3 separate regions of the Sus scrofa genome follow, and all the other regions are linked to region 2. Evidence: chromatin contacts called from public HiChIP or PLAC-seq and promoter capture Hi-C data. All regions are on one chromosome and are shown on one strand. The core of a region is the stretch at or near the end of the contact, and the rest is flanking DNA. Distances in the headings are between cores, read along the strand shown. Region 1 holds the start of RILP (rab-interacting lysosomal protein). Region 2 holds the start of OVCA2 (esterase OVCA2). Region 3 holds the start of PRPF8 (pre-mRNA-processing-splicing factor 8).

The links. Promoter capture Hi-C pulls out the DNA fragments that hold promoters and counts their contacts. HiChIP or PLAC-seq counts read pairs in DNA pulled down with a chosen protein or histone mark.
Region 1: an H3K27ac HiChIP or PLAC-seq map of alveolar macrophages shows a contact between it and region 2. The contact joins the promoter of RILP here to the promoter of OVCA2 in region 2. A contact is called at or near these places in 3 of 47 Hi-C or Micro-C datasets (embryonic fibroblasts, omental adipose tissue and subcutaneous adipose tissue) and 1 of 2 datasets of contacts at active chromatin or transcription factors (alveolar macrophages).
Region 3: a promoter capture Hi-C map of fetal liver shows a contact between it and region 2, with 2.6 times the contacts expected there. The contact joins the promoter of PRPF8 here to the promoter of OVCA2 in region 2. A contact is called at or near these places in 1 of 5 promoter capture datasets (fetal liver), 2 of 47 Hi-C or Micro-C datasets (heart right ventricle and liver) and 1 of 2 datasets of contacts at active chromatin or transcription factors (alveolar macrophages).

Annotation. Positions count from the first base shown.
Region 1 is chr12:47,858,771-47,862,406 of Sscrofa11.1, forward strand. It overlaps RILP (rab-interacting lysosomal protein), which reads right to left and starts at 1,659. Exons shown (of 17, transcript XM_013990001.2): 1 at 1,262-1,659; 2 at 1,094-1,187; 3 at 908-1,014; 4 at 571-816; 5 at 217-362. The coding sequence starts at 1,489. SCARF1 (scavenger receptor class F member 1) reads right to left here and starts at 1,673. Exons shown (of 17, transcript XM_003358192.4): 1 at 1,262-1,673; 2 at 1,094-1,187; 3 at 908-1,014; 4 at 217-816. PRPF8 (pre-mRNA-processing-splicing factor 8) reads right to left here. Exons shown (of 43, transcript XM_021067568.1): 40 at 3,338-3,478; 41 at 3,067-3,206; 42 at 2,762-2,964; 43 at 2,271-2,604. The coding sequence ends at 2,450.
Region 2 is chr12:48,154,351-48,157,998 of Sscrofa11.1, forward strand. OVCA2 (esterase OVCA2) reads left to right here and starts at 2,249. Exons shown (of 3, transcript XR_002337309.1): 1 at 2,249-2,596; 2 at 2,952-3,648. DPH1 (2-(3-amino-3-carboxypropyl)histidine synthase subunit 1) reads left to right here. Exons shown (of 13, transcript XM_021067606.1): 8 at 298-454; 9 at 586-686; 10 at 1,463-1,541; 11 at 1,823-1,963; 12 at 2,134-2,241; 13 at 2,952-3,086. The coding sequence ends at 2,223.
Region 3 is chr12:47,893,725-47,897,394 of Sscrofa11.1, forward strand. It overlaps PRPF8 (pre-mRNA-processing-splicing factor 8), which reads right to left and starts at 1,562. Exons shown (of 43, transcript XM_021067568.1): 1 at 1,417-1,562; 2 at 1,108-1,218; 3 at 526-694. The coding sequence starts at 1,207.

The DNA of each region.
Region 1 (3,636 bases), core at 409-2,908, 300 kb before region 2:
ATGACCCAAAGAATGAGGCAAGTGGGAGCTCCCTGTGGCAGTGGGTTAAGGATCCGGCCGTTGTCACTGCAGTGGCCTGGGTCGCTGCTGTGGCGCGGGTTGATCCCTGGCCCGGGTACTTACACATCCTGAGGGTGTGGCCAAAAAACAAAAAAAGGCAGATCAGGAGCGGGTGTGAGTGGTGTCCCAGCCTCCAGCCCCGTCCAGCGCCCTTACCGCTGGAAGTAGGCCAACTCCTCCTTCAGCAGAAACACGTTGGCTTTGAGCTCATTCCGCTCCTGAAGGATCTGCTCAACCTCCGCTCGACTGAAGCTGCACTGCCCCACCTTGGGGGGGCGCCCTGGCTGCGGCGGGGCGTCCGTCTGCGGAAAGACAGGTGTGGGGGCGCCGCGGCTGGAGCTGATGTGCCCCCCGCGACCCGCTGGGAGACTTGAGAGGCCAGGGCACTCCAAGGGATGCCAGACCAGTGCTCTGGCTCGTACCGCCTTCCAATTTCCCGGTGGCCCGGCTACGCAGCACAGCAAACCTTTCCCGAGCGCCCACGAGTCCCTGACCACCTATGGCACTCACCGGGTTCTCAGGGGTCCCCTGGGTTCCGGCGTCGGGGGCCCCCCGCTCGGGCTCTTGACCCTGCTCACCCACGGGACCTCCGGCCTGGCCCCGCGCCCGCTCTGGAGGCGGCCCCACGGCCGCTTCGCGCTGCAGCTCTCGCTCGCTCTCGCGGTCCCGCGCGGCGCGCAGCTGGGTTTCCACGGCGGCCAGCTTGTGCCGCAACTCCGCATTCACCAGCAGGAGGCGCTGCAGCTGCTCCTGCAACTGTGGGCGGAGCAAAGGCGGTGGCTGGTGGGCGGGGCGACGGGGGCCGGGAGAGCCCCGCCTCCCGTAGTCGGCCCCGCCCCGCCCTCACCGCCTCGGTCTCCTGGCTGCGCTGCAGCAAGTCACGGTTGTGAGCTCGGAGTTCGTCTCTCTGGCGGTCGGTCACCTCCTTGAGCTGCCGCAGCAGAGCGCGCTCTTCTGAGGAAGGGGCGTTCTTAGGTGTGGCCCTCAGCGGAGCCGCCCCGCCGTGCCCCGATCCCGGCGCGTCCGTACTCACCCTGTGGCCCAGAGCGCAACTCTATACGGAGGCGCTCGTTCTCCTCCCGCAGCCGCCGCAGCTCCAGTTCGGCCTGCTGCGCCGATACCTGCAGCTGGGGGAGGCCAGGCTCTCAGGGTCAGGCCCCGCCGACCCCTCGGGTGGCGAGGGGAGCTGGCCGTGACTCACCGAGTCTGGGGCGGGCCCGACGGCCGCCTTTTCCAGAAGCTCCAGCGCCCTCACCACGAGCGGCACGAGCCCGGCCGCAGCCTCCGGCCCGAAGCGGCGCGCCAGCTCCTTCAGCTCAGTGCCCAGGGCCCCCGCTAGGTGGTACACGAGCTCCGCGGCCGTCCCGGACCCCGCGTCCACCCGAGGCCCCCAGTCGTGCGCCCCAGGAGCCACCCTCCTGGGCTCCATGTCTCCCAAGGCGACTGGGGCTGCGACACCCTCCCCACGCCCCCAACTAGGGCAGGAAAAAAACAAAGTCCCGGCCCAGGAAGCAGTTTAGGGCAGTAGAGGGCGGAGTAGAAGTGACAAGGGAGGAGCAACTAAGGGAAAAGGCCTGGCAAGGGAGTCTCTGTGCCCTGGGCCCAGTCCTGTTCAAGCCCCCAAGGTCACAGGAAGCAGGACAGCCAACTTCCAGCCAGGCGGCCTGGAGCTGAGGCTCAGGGCTCTAAGTGGTCACTTTTGTCAAGCCCTCCCCGCAGTGCCCAAGCCAGGCTCCACCCCTGTGTCTGGAGTCACTGGGCCTGACTTGGCCGCCAGCTCAACAGGAGGAGGTGAGAGGTAGGAGGGTTGTCACTGCCTCAGCAGTGCCAGCCAACTGTCCAGCCCCGTGCCTGTTTCCAAGATGGACTGAGAGTGACGCAAAGCCTTAAGGGGCTAGGCTGGATACCACAGTGGCAGAGGACAAGCCAGGAGCTTATACACTCAAAACAGCAGCAACTGCTCAAGAGATGTTGAAAAGGGGTGAGGGTTTGCAAGTATTTTGAAGGGACATCGGCCTGTGTGGTCATGGTGGCAACAGTGTGACGGTCCAAGTCCCCTTTAGTTCTGAGTCTAGAGGATACTTACCCCCACAGCTCCCTGAACAGCGGGCCTCAAGAACCAGTCCCACGCCCTGCTGTCAACAAGTCCTGCCTATTATCCCTACATCCAGAATTTGAGCTCAGGGTAAAAAAAAAAAAACCTCAAAAACCCCTATTTATACAAAATTTATTATTATACTTTGTTCAGAATTACAAGTCACAGGAGATCAACAACATAATAAGCACAAATAGAGGAAAAAGGGGCCAAGCTGCTGAATGTCACCAGCTTGTCTGTGGGGGTAAAACGCTCTAGCCTTAGGGGAGTCTGAAGCAGGGGGTGAGGGGACAGCTAGGCATAGAGGTCCTCTCGGTCCGCAGAGTAGACCTCACCCTCCTGCAGGAGAGCGAAGTTGAGGAAGTGGGAAGGTCGGTGCACCTCGTGGTAGAACTCTTTGGGGTTTGCCAGCTGCAGCTCATACTTCATGTTGGGATCATGCCGGACACCTTGGAGTAGAAGGAAATGTCTCATGTGGACAAGGTCCACCTGCCTCATCCAGCCTGGGCCATCTCCAAACCAGAGTCTGGCCCTAAGGACTAAGGGTGGTGGCCTAACCCCAGCCTCACTTCCAGCCCCGCTCCCCGCCTGCAATGCCCCACATACCCATAAAGTTGTAGTTCCATGAGGACTGGGCAGGGACCATAAAGAAGCCAAGGAAGCGGTCTGACAGTAGCATCTGGACCCTCTCGTAGTGCGACGGTAGGTAGCCCTTGGGGTTGTTGCCCTTGTCTGTGTTCTGGCGGCCCCACTCATAGCCACTGGGGGTCAGCTTGTAGGCTGTCAGGGTGCAGGAGCCTGGTGTGAAGCTGAGGAGGGATGGGGACAGAGTCAGAGCTCAGGCCACCGTCTGGGTTCTAACCTGGAATGTCTACCCCACCACACTTCCTCCCAAGGGGGCCCAAGCCCACCTGCAGGTGATGATGATGGTCTTCTCGCCATCCCAAGATGGGTTGTCAGCCATGATCTTGGCATGGGTGGTGACATCCTGGGGTGATAGCTGGGGGGACTCGTTGGGCTGTGTATGAATCCAACCTAAGGGTTCCATTTCCTATTGGTAGAGCAGTGAAGTTACTTTGAGCCTTGTCCGCAGCCAGGAATCCCACCCATTAGAGTAACATCCTGCCTTCCCTCCACCACTCTGAGAGCAGAGGGCCCCAGTTCACCTGCACCCCCACTGACCTTGAGGTACTCGTGCTGGGGCAGCTGGCCAGGCAGATGCACGGTCTGGTGAGTGCCCCACTGTGGCACCATCACGATGCAGCGGATCTCCTTCACCTGGGGGTTATCTGGTGGACTCACCCCATACAGGTACCCTGCAATCTAGAGACGAGGAGGTCAAAAACCAAAGATTCTTAGTACCAACCCAGACGCGTGACTGTCAGCTGTGTCTCATTCGCTTCTCCAAGAACAAGAACAGAGTTTCTCAAAATGCGGTCAGAATCTCCTGCATCAGAAACACCCAGGGTTAAGGAATTCCC
Region 2 (3,648 bases), core at 999-3,498:
TCTGAGCTTCACCTAGCAACGCTGGATTCTTAACCCACTGAGCAAGGCCAGGGATCAGACCCACATCCTCACAGACACTATGTCAAGTTCCTAACCTACTGAGCCACAGTGGGAACTCCCCCCTCTCCCACTCTTGCCTGCTCCAGCTGTGGGCCTGATCTTCCCAATGACAGTCCTGCTCTTGCTTCTGTTCCTAATTGTCTGCATAGAGCCTAAAGGGCCAAGAGACCAAGGGGCCGACTCAGGGAGCTGTGTGAGTGGCTGTCACTGTGACCCTGACAGCTTCTTCTTTTCCAGATATGACCCATACAGCAAAATCCTGTCCAGAGAGCACTATGACCACCAGCGCATGCAGGCCAACCGCCAAGAAGCCATAGCCACTGCCCGCTCAGCTAAATCCTGGGGCCTTATCCTGGGCACTTTGGGCCGCCAGGGCAGTCCCAAGATTCTGGAGGTCAGAGGACTCGGGATGGCCTCTCGAGGAGGAAACTAACTGGAAACCCAGTTGGGAAAATCAGTAGGCTGAGGGATTTAGCCTTGGCTGCTTGATCATGAGGACCCCAGCTTTCCTGCCTCTCCCAACAGCACCTGGAATCTCGACTTCGGGCCTTGGGATTTCCCTTCGTGAGGCTGCTGCTCTCTGAGATCTTCCCCAGCAAACTTAGCCTTCTTCCTGAGGTGGATGTGTACGTTTCCCCACCTTACCTATCTAGCTGTATGACTCTGGGTGAAGAAGCTTAGAATCTGGGTCCTGCCCAGCACCTACAGAAGGCTGGAGTTGGGGGGATTGCTTCCGTGGTCATGAAAGAGCACTCGTCCAGCAGGGGCTGCCTTTGGCTATGGGTCATGCCTACTTTGTCTGGCTTGGGAGCTCACAGGCAATGGCAGCATCAGTCACAAGATGAGTCTCTGAGGGGTGGTTAGCACCTGCACTCTTCAGGTGGAATCACTGGAGTTTGATTCTGGGGATACTATTACAAATAAACTGCCCAAGCCCTTCCTTTAGAAAGCTCATGGTCAGTGGAGGAAGCAGAAGAAAGCAAGCAACACTGTTGTGTGGGTTTTTTTTTGTTTGTTTGTTTTGTTTTTTTTTTTTTAAGTCTTTTTAGGGCTGTATCTGCGACATATGGAAGTCCCCAGGCTAGGGATGGAATTGGAGCTGTAGCTGCTGGCCTAATCACAGCCACAGCAGCATGGGATCCACGCAGCATCTGCAGCTCAGGGCGATGCCAGATCGTTAATCTACTGAGGCCAGACCAGGAATCGAACCTGAGTCCTCATGCAGTTGGGTTCGTTAACCACTGAGCCATGAAAGGAACTCTAAACAGCAGGGACAGTCTTTTCTTTAGAATTAATGTTAAGCATTCACTGGATGTTTTGGGGATACAGTCATGTTCTTGAGCATGCTGCCCGGGAAAGGGGTGTCCCCCCTCTGTGGATCTGACCTGATTTCCCTTCCCAGGTGGGTGCAGGTGGCATGTCCACGCCTCTCCATTGACTGGGGCACAGCTTTCCCCAAGCCGCTGCTCACACCCTATGAGGTAACTTTAAGTTTTGAAAATCCCTGGGAGAGGGTGGACTTTGTACTTGGTTCTGTCGAGGGAGGGAGGGATCCCAGTGGGGTGGGGTGGGTGGGCAGCACTTGGTTACAGCTGAGCCACTTCCTAGCTGTATGGTAAGGCCCTTCCCCTCTCTGAACCTTACGTTTCCTTTCTGTGCTATGGGGATAATACGGCCTTGCAAGTCCACCCTAAAGATTGAATTAAATAATCCTGCATAGAAAGATGTTGGCAAATGTTACTGTCCCGTTTTCCTCTCCAAGGCGGCAGTGGCCCTGAGGGACATTTCCTGGCAGCAACCCTACCCCATGGACTTCTACGCTGGCAGCTCCTTGGGGCCATGGACGGTGAACCACGGGCGGGAGCGGCCACTCCAAGCCGCGGGCCGGCTGGCGCTGGAAGAGGTAGGAAGGGATCCCACGCAGGGCGGAGAGGCCTGGGCGTGGCCAGGCATTGACCGCCTCCCTGGAGACGTGAGGCGAAGCCGCCACCCTGCGGCCGCTACGGAAAATGCACCGCAGCGGGCTGGGGGACGGCTCACCAGCGGGACCCTGACCAAAGTCTACGACCTCAGGTGCAGGAGGGGTCCGCGCGCCCCTCTCCAGCCGGGGCTTGCGATGCTTGCAGCTGCAGGGACGAGAAGGTGGCGCCGCTCGCTCCCTGAGACGCTCCTTGGCCCCAGGTACCCACCCCAGCTCTGGCCGCGCCACACCCTCTTCCCGGTTGCCATGCCAACAACCTCTCCCTCTGAGGCCCACCTCCTGGGTGGTGCAGGCGTTGGGTCCCGCCCTTCGTGTTCGACTTCCGCTCGGGGAAAGGCCGTTTCCGGCCCCTCTGGCGCCTGCCGCGCATTATGGCCGCGCGGTCGCCTTTGCGGGTCCTGTGCTTGGCGGGCTTCCGGCAGAGCGAGCGGGGCTTCCGCGAGAAGACCGGAGCGTTGCGGAAAGCGCTGCGGGGCCGCGCCGAGCTCGTGTGCCTCAGCGGCCCGCACCCGGTCTTGGACACAGCGAGCTCCGAGGGCGCCGGGCTAGACGCCGGTGAGCAGGTCCCCGCCCGGAAATGCGTCCCGAGTCATCTCTGTCTTGCCTTGTCCCTGTAAAACCTGTCCGCATACCGCCACCCTGTCCCTCCCCTCCTCAGTCCTGCCCCATTCCCACTTCTCTTTGCCCACCTCTCGCATTCCAGCGCCTCCTCACACTCCAGCCTGGCCCTCCCAGTGTGACCTCTGTCTCCCCTCCGGCTCAGTCAGCTCCCCGCCTCATTATCTCCAGACTTTTTTCTCTACCTGAGCCGCCTCTCTTTCCCTCTCATTCCCAAACCCTCCCTCACTCCCTTCCTCATATCTTTCCCCAGGATTCCCCCCCTGCCCTAACTCTGTTCTCTCCCCTTTAGGGCCCTGCCCTGCGGAGGAGCAGCCTCGAGGTTGGTGGTTTTCAGAACAGGAGGCTGACGTTTTCTCAGCTCTGGAAGAGCCCACCGTGTGCCGAGGTCTGGAGGAAGCCCTGGGAACGGTGGCACAGGCACTGAAGAAACTGGGGCCTTTTGATGGGATCCTTGGTTTCAGCCAGGGGGCCGCGCTAGCAGCCCTTGTGTGTGCTCTTGGACAAGCTGGAGATCCCCGCTTCCCTTTGCCCCGGTTTATCATCCTGGTGTCTGGCTTCTGTCCCCGGGGTCTTGGCCTCAAGGAACCCATCCTGCAGGGCCCCTTGTCATTGCCTTCGCTCCATGTTTTTGGGGACACCGACCGCGTCATCCCCTCTCAGGAGAGCATGCAGCTGTGTAGCCGGTTCGCTGGAGCTATCACCCTCACCCACTCGGGGGGCCACTTCATTCCAGCCGCAGCACCTCAGCGCCAGGCCTACCTCAAGTTCTTGGACCAGTTCTCAGAGTAAAGATCAACAAAACCTTTGGCTCTGCATACCCTCTCCACCCCCACCCCCAGTGGGGACACATGACCTTGGTGCAGCCTTTATCATCTCTGCCCTCCCCCACTGTCCCCTACCTGGGGCCTCCACTGCTGTTAGTGCTCCTCACCATCACTAATCAAGAGACAAGTATCAAATTATACAAGTCCAGCTCTGCACTCGAG
Region 3 (3,670 bases), core at 312-2,811, 260 kb before region 2:
TAATTCAATCCCTAGCCGGGGAACTTCCATACACCACAGGTGCAGCCCTAAAATAAAAAAAGAAAAAGGAGTTCCCGTCGTGGCGCAGTGGTTAACGAATCCGACTAGGAACCAGGAGGTTGCGGGTTCGATCCCTGGCCTTGCTCAGTGGGTTAAGGATCCGGCATTGCCGTGAGCTGTGGTGTAGGTTGCAGACGCGGCTCGGATCCCGAGCTGCTGTGGCTGTGGCGTAGGCCAGCAGCTACAGCTCCGATTAGACCCCTAGCCTGGGAACTTCCATATGCCGCAAAAGCGGCCCAAGAAATGGCAAAAAGACCAAAAAAAAAAGAAAAGAAAAAAAACAAAAAAGGAGCATCACTAGAAGATCTCGTAATTCTAACAGAATCCTAGTGGTTTTCTCCCTTCTTTGATCAAGATGGGCTGTCGCTGAAGATTAAGGACCCAAAACGATAGAGCAGCTATCCAGGACTGCGATTTACGGGACAGGGCAGAGTCCAAATGAAATAACTTCAGGATGTTCCTTACCCCAGGTAGACCCTTTTGTCATGGCGAAACTTCCTGTTGGTCATGTCCCCATGGTCTCGAATGATCTTCCTAACATGTTCTGGAGGCATGTCTTCCTTCTGAGCATCCACAAATCCAAACTTCCGCTTTTCGGCATAGCGCTTGGCCTGCAACTGCTGCCATTTTCGAGCTACAAAAACACCTCAGTTTTAAGGACTGCACACCCTTAGCCTAATCACCCCCTACTTCTTGCCCTAGGCTAAGCGCCCACCAGGATGCATGACAAAAGGGTGGGCACCTAGCAGGAGCACTCCCTGCCAGCTCTCTTGACAACTCGCTCTGCTTAAACCCTTTAACGGCAGGGGTTTTGCCTGAAAAGCTATTGTATCCCCCTTGTTTGGATCAGTGCCTGCAAACAGTAGACACTTTTTTTTTTAACCGATAGTTTTAAAGACTTGAATAGATGAAAAAAAAAAATAAGGGCTAATAAGTGCACTAAGACCTAATGTTTTGACACACTTGCCAAAACCTGGAAGGGGTCAAACCACCACGCGCGCACGCGCACACCCGCCCCCAGGCGCCGCTCCCGCACACTTTCTTCACCTTTCTCCTGCAGCTTCTCCTCCGACATGTAGTCTGGCAGCGGAGCTAGAGGGCCGGGAACCGGGTTGCCCGGCCCTCGGTAAGGAAACACTCCGGCCATTCCCGGAGAATCTGGGGAAACGGCAGAAGAAAAAAATTAACGAGGAAGAGGGCCCAGGCCCACAGAAGGCGCAGCAGGAACACGTCAAGACCCTCGGCCTGCAGTCCCGCCTCGCTCAATGTGCGCCCAGCCGGGCTGGATCCTTCCGGCCGCTCAGCCGGACCCCCACCGCACCTCCCACGGCCCGGCCTTTAAAGCCCGCCACGCACCCCCACAGCCCCTCACACAGACAGCCGCTTTCCGCTCAGGGCAATGGCGGCAAGCCTACGTCCGCTCCGCGTTCCCACAGCCAGGAAGTGCGCAACCCAAGTTCAGCAGTTGATCCAATAGGCACCGGTGTGATCAGAAGGATTACCGAGCTCACCAATTAGAGATGCAAGTCGGGCCAGAGGGGCGGGTCCACGGACGGAAGTATTTGAACGCGAGGGGGTGTGCGCCATATAGGCGCAAGCCCCGCCTCCTGCGTTTCTGAAGCTGTTTCTGTGCCTTCTGCTGTAGGGCCGCAGGAAACGAAAGCTTCGGAAGATCGAATAAATTTGTCGAATTTTGTACATTATTCTGTGTCTAGTCTCATGTATGTAGACTTGAGGTTCAGCACTAGCTCTGAGTCAGGCAGTCTTTTGTTTATGCATTCGTTCATTCAACCATCATTTATTGAGTGCCCACTGTTGTGTTAGGAATTAAGAATAAGGGATGGGGAAGCCAAGCTCACAAGGTAGCTGGGAGGTAGAATTAGAACCCAGGCTCTCACAATCAGATGTGATGGGAATTCGGGGGCAGGGCTTTTTCTTCTTTTTTTTCTTTTTTTTTGTCTTTTTAGGGCCACGCCCACGGTATGATATATGGAGGTTCACCGGCTGGAGGTCGAATGGCAGCTGTAGCTGCTGGGCCTATGCCACAGCAGCGCGGGATCCGGCAACTCCGGATCCTTAACCCTGAGGGAGGCCAGGGGTGGAATCTGAGTCCTCATGGATGCTAGTCAGATGTGTTACCCACTGAGCCACTATGGGACCTCCTGTTATCTGTTTGTTTGTTTGTTTTTTAATTTTATGGCCATACCCACGTCATATGGAAGTTCCAGGGCCAGGAATTGAATCTGAACTACTGCTGCGCCCTATGCCATAGCTGACTTGTGCTGAGCAGAGGATGGAGCCCTGACCTCTGCAGCCACTGGAGCTGTTACAGATGAATTCTTAACCCCGTGCCCCTCCGTGTGACTTCCCGAGGCAGAGCGTTTAACTCTGCCTAAGATGTCAAGGAGGAGTTAGTTGATGAACCTACAGAAATAAAAGATGCTTTGGGGAACAACATTGCCAGGTGTACCCCACCTTCATTCCTATTTTCTCTCTCTGGCAATGGTTACGCTATAGACCATATAATGAATACACTATAAACGCTTCTTGACTCCCTGAGGCTCTTTCTCATCTTGCTGCCTGAATTGCCCTCCATCTCCTGCTTTCTTGGTTTCACCTCCCATCCCTCTTGCTCTATCTTTTTGATAACAACTTTGGTTTGTTTGTTTTGCCTTTTTTTTTCTTTTGAGGGCTGCACCTGCAGCATATGGAGGTTCCCAGGCTAGGGGTCAAATCGGAGCTGTAGCTGCCAGCCTATGCCACAGCCACAGCAATGCCAGATCCAAGCCACGTCTGCGATCTACACCACAGCTCACCGCAATGCCAGATCCTTAACCCACTGAGCAAGGCCAGGGATCGAACCCGAAACCTCATGGTTCCTAGTCAGATTCGTTTCCACTGTGCCATGACGGGAATTCCATTTTTTGATAACAACTTTGAATGGATAAATTTGTTTGAACTCACACCAAGTTTATTGTGGGGGATACCGAAAAATTGTAACCCATACGGCCTCTCCATCTAGTTGAGAATTTAGGACTCGAAGGAGAAAATGAGAAAAATGCAAAGAAGGGTCCAGGCAAATGCTGGCTGGTGGCGAGGTTCATAACTTCAAAGAAGAGAGAGGAGCATTATTAAACACGCAGTGGAGGAGTTCCTGTTGTGGGTCAGTATCCATGAGGACTTGGGTTCCATCCCCAAGCCCCGCTCAGTGGGTGAAGGATCCTGTGTTGCTGTGAGCTGTGGTGTAAGTCACAGATGTGGCTCATGTCTGACATGGCTGTGGCATAGGCTTGCAGCTGCATCTCTTGACTCAACCCCTAGTCTGGGAACTTCCATATGCCTCAGGTGTGGCCCTAAAAAGCCAGGAAAAAAAAAAACACACAAAAATACGTGATCGAGGTGGGTGAATATGAAGGATTTGAGGAGGTAAAGACAGAGGAAGGAAAAAGGAATCCCAGGTGGTGGTGACTGCGAGAGTTTGAGTTTAGAAAGAGGAACAAGGATAGCATGTTCTGAAAACAACCAGCCAATTCATCTCTCAGCAATAGAAAGCCCAGCGTTATCTTCATCATGCTCATCACCGTCGTCAGGGCCCTTTACCACTTGTATG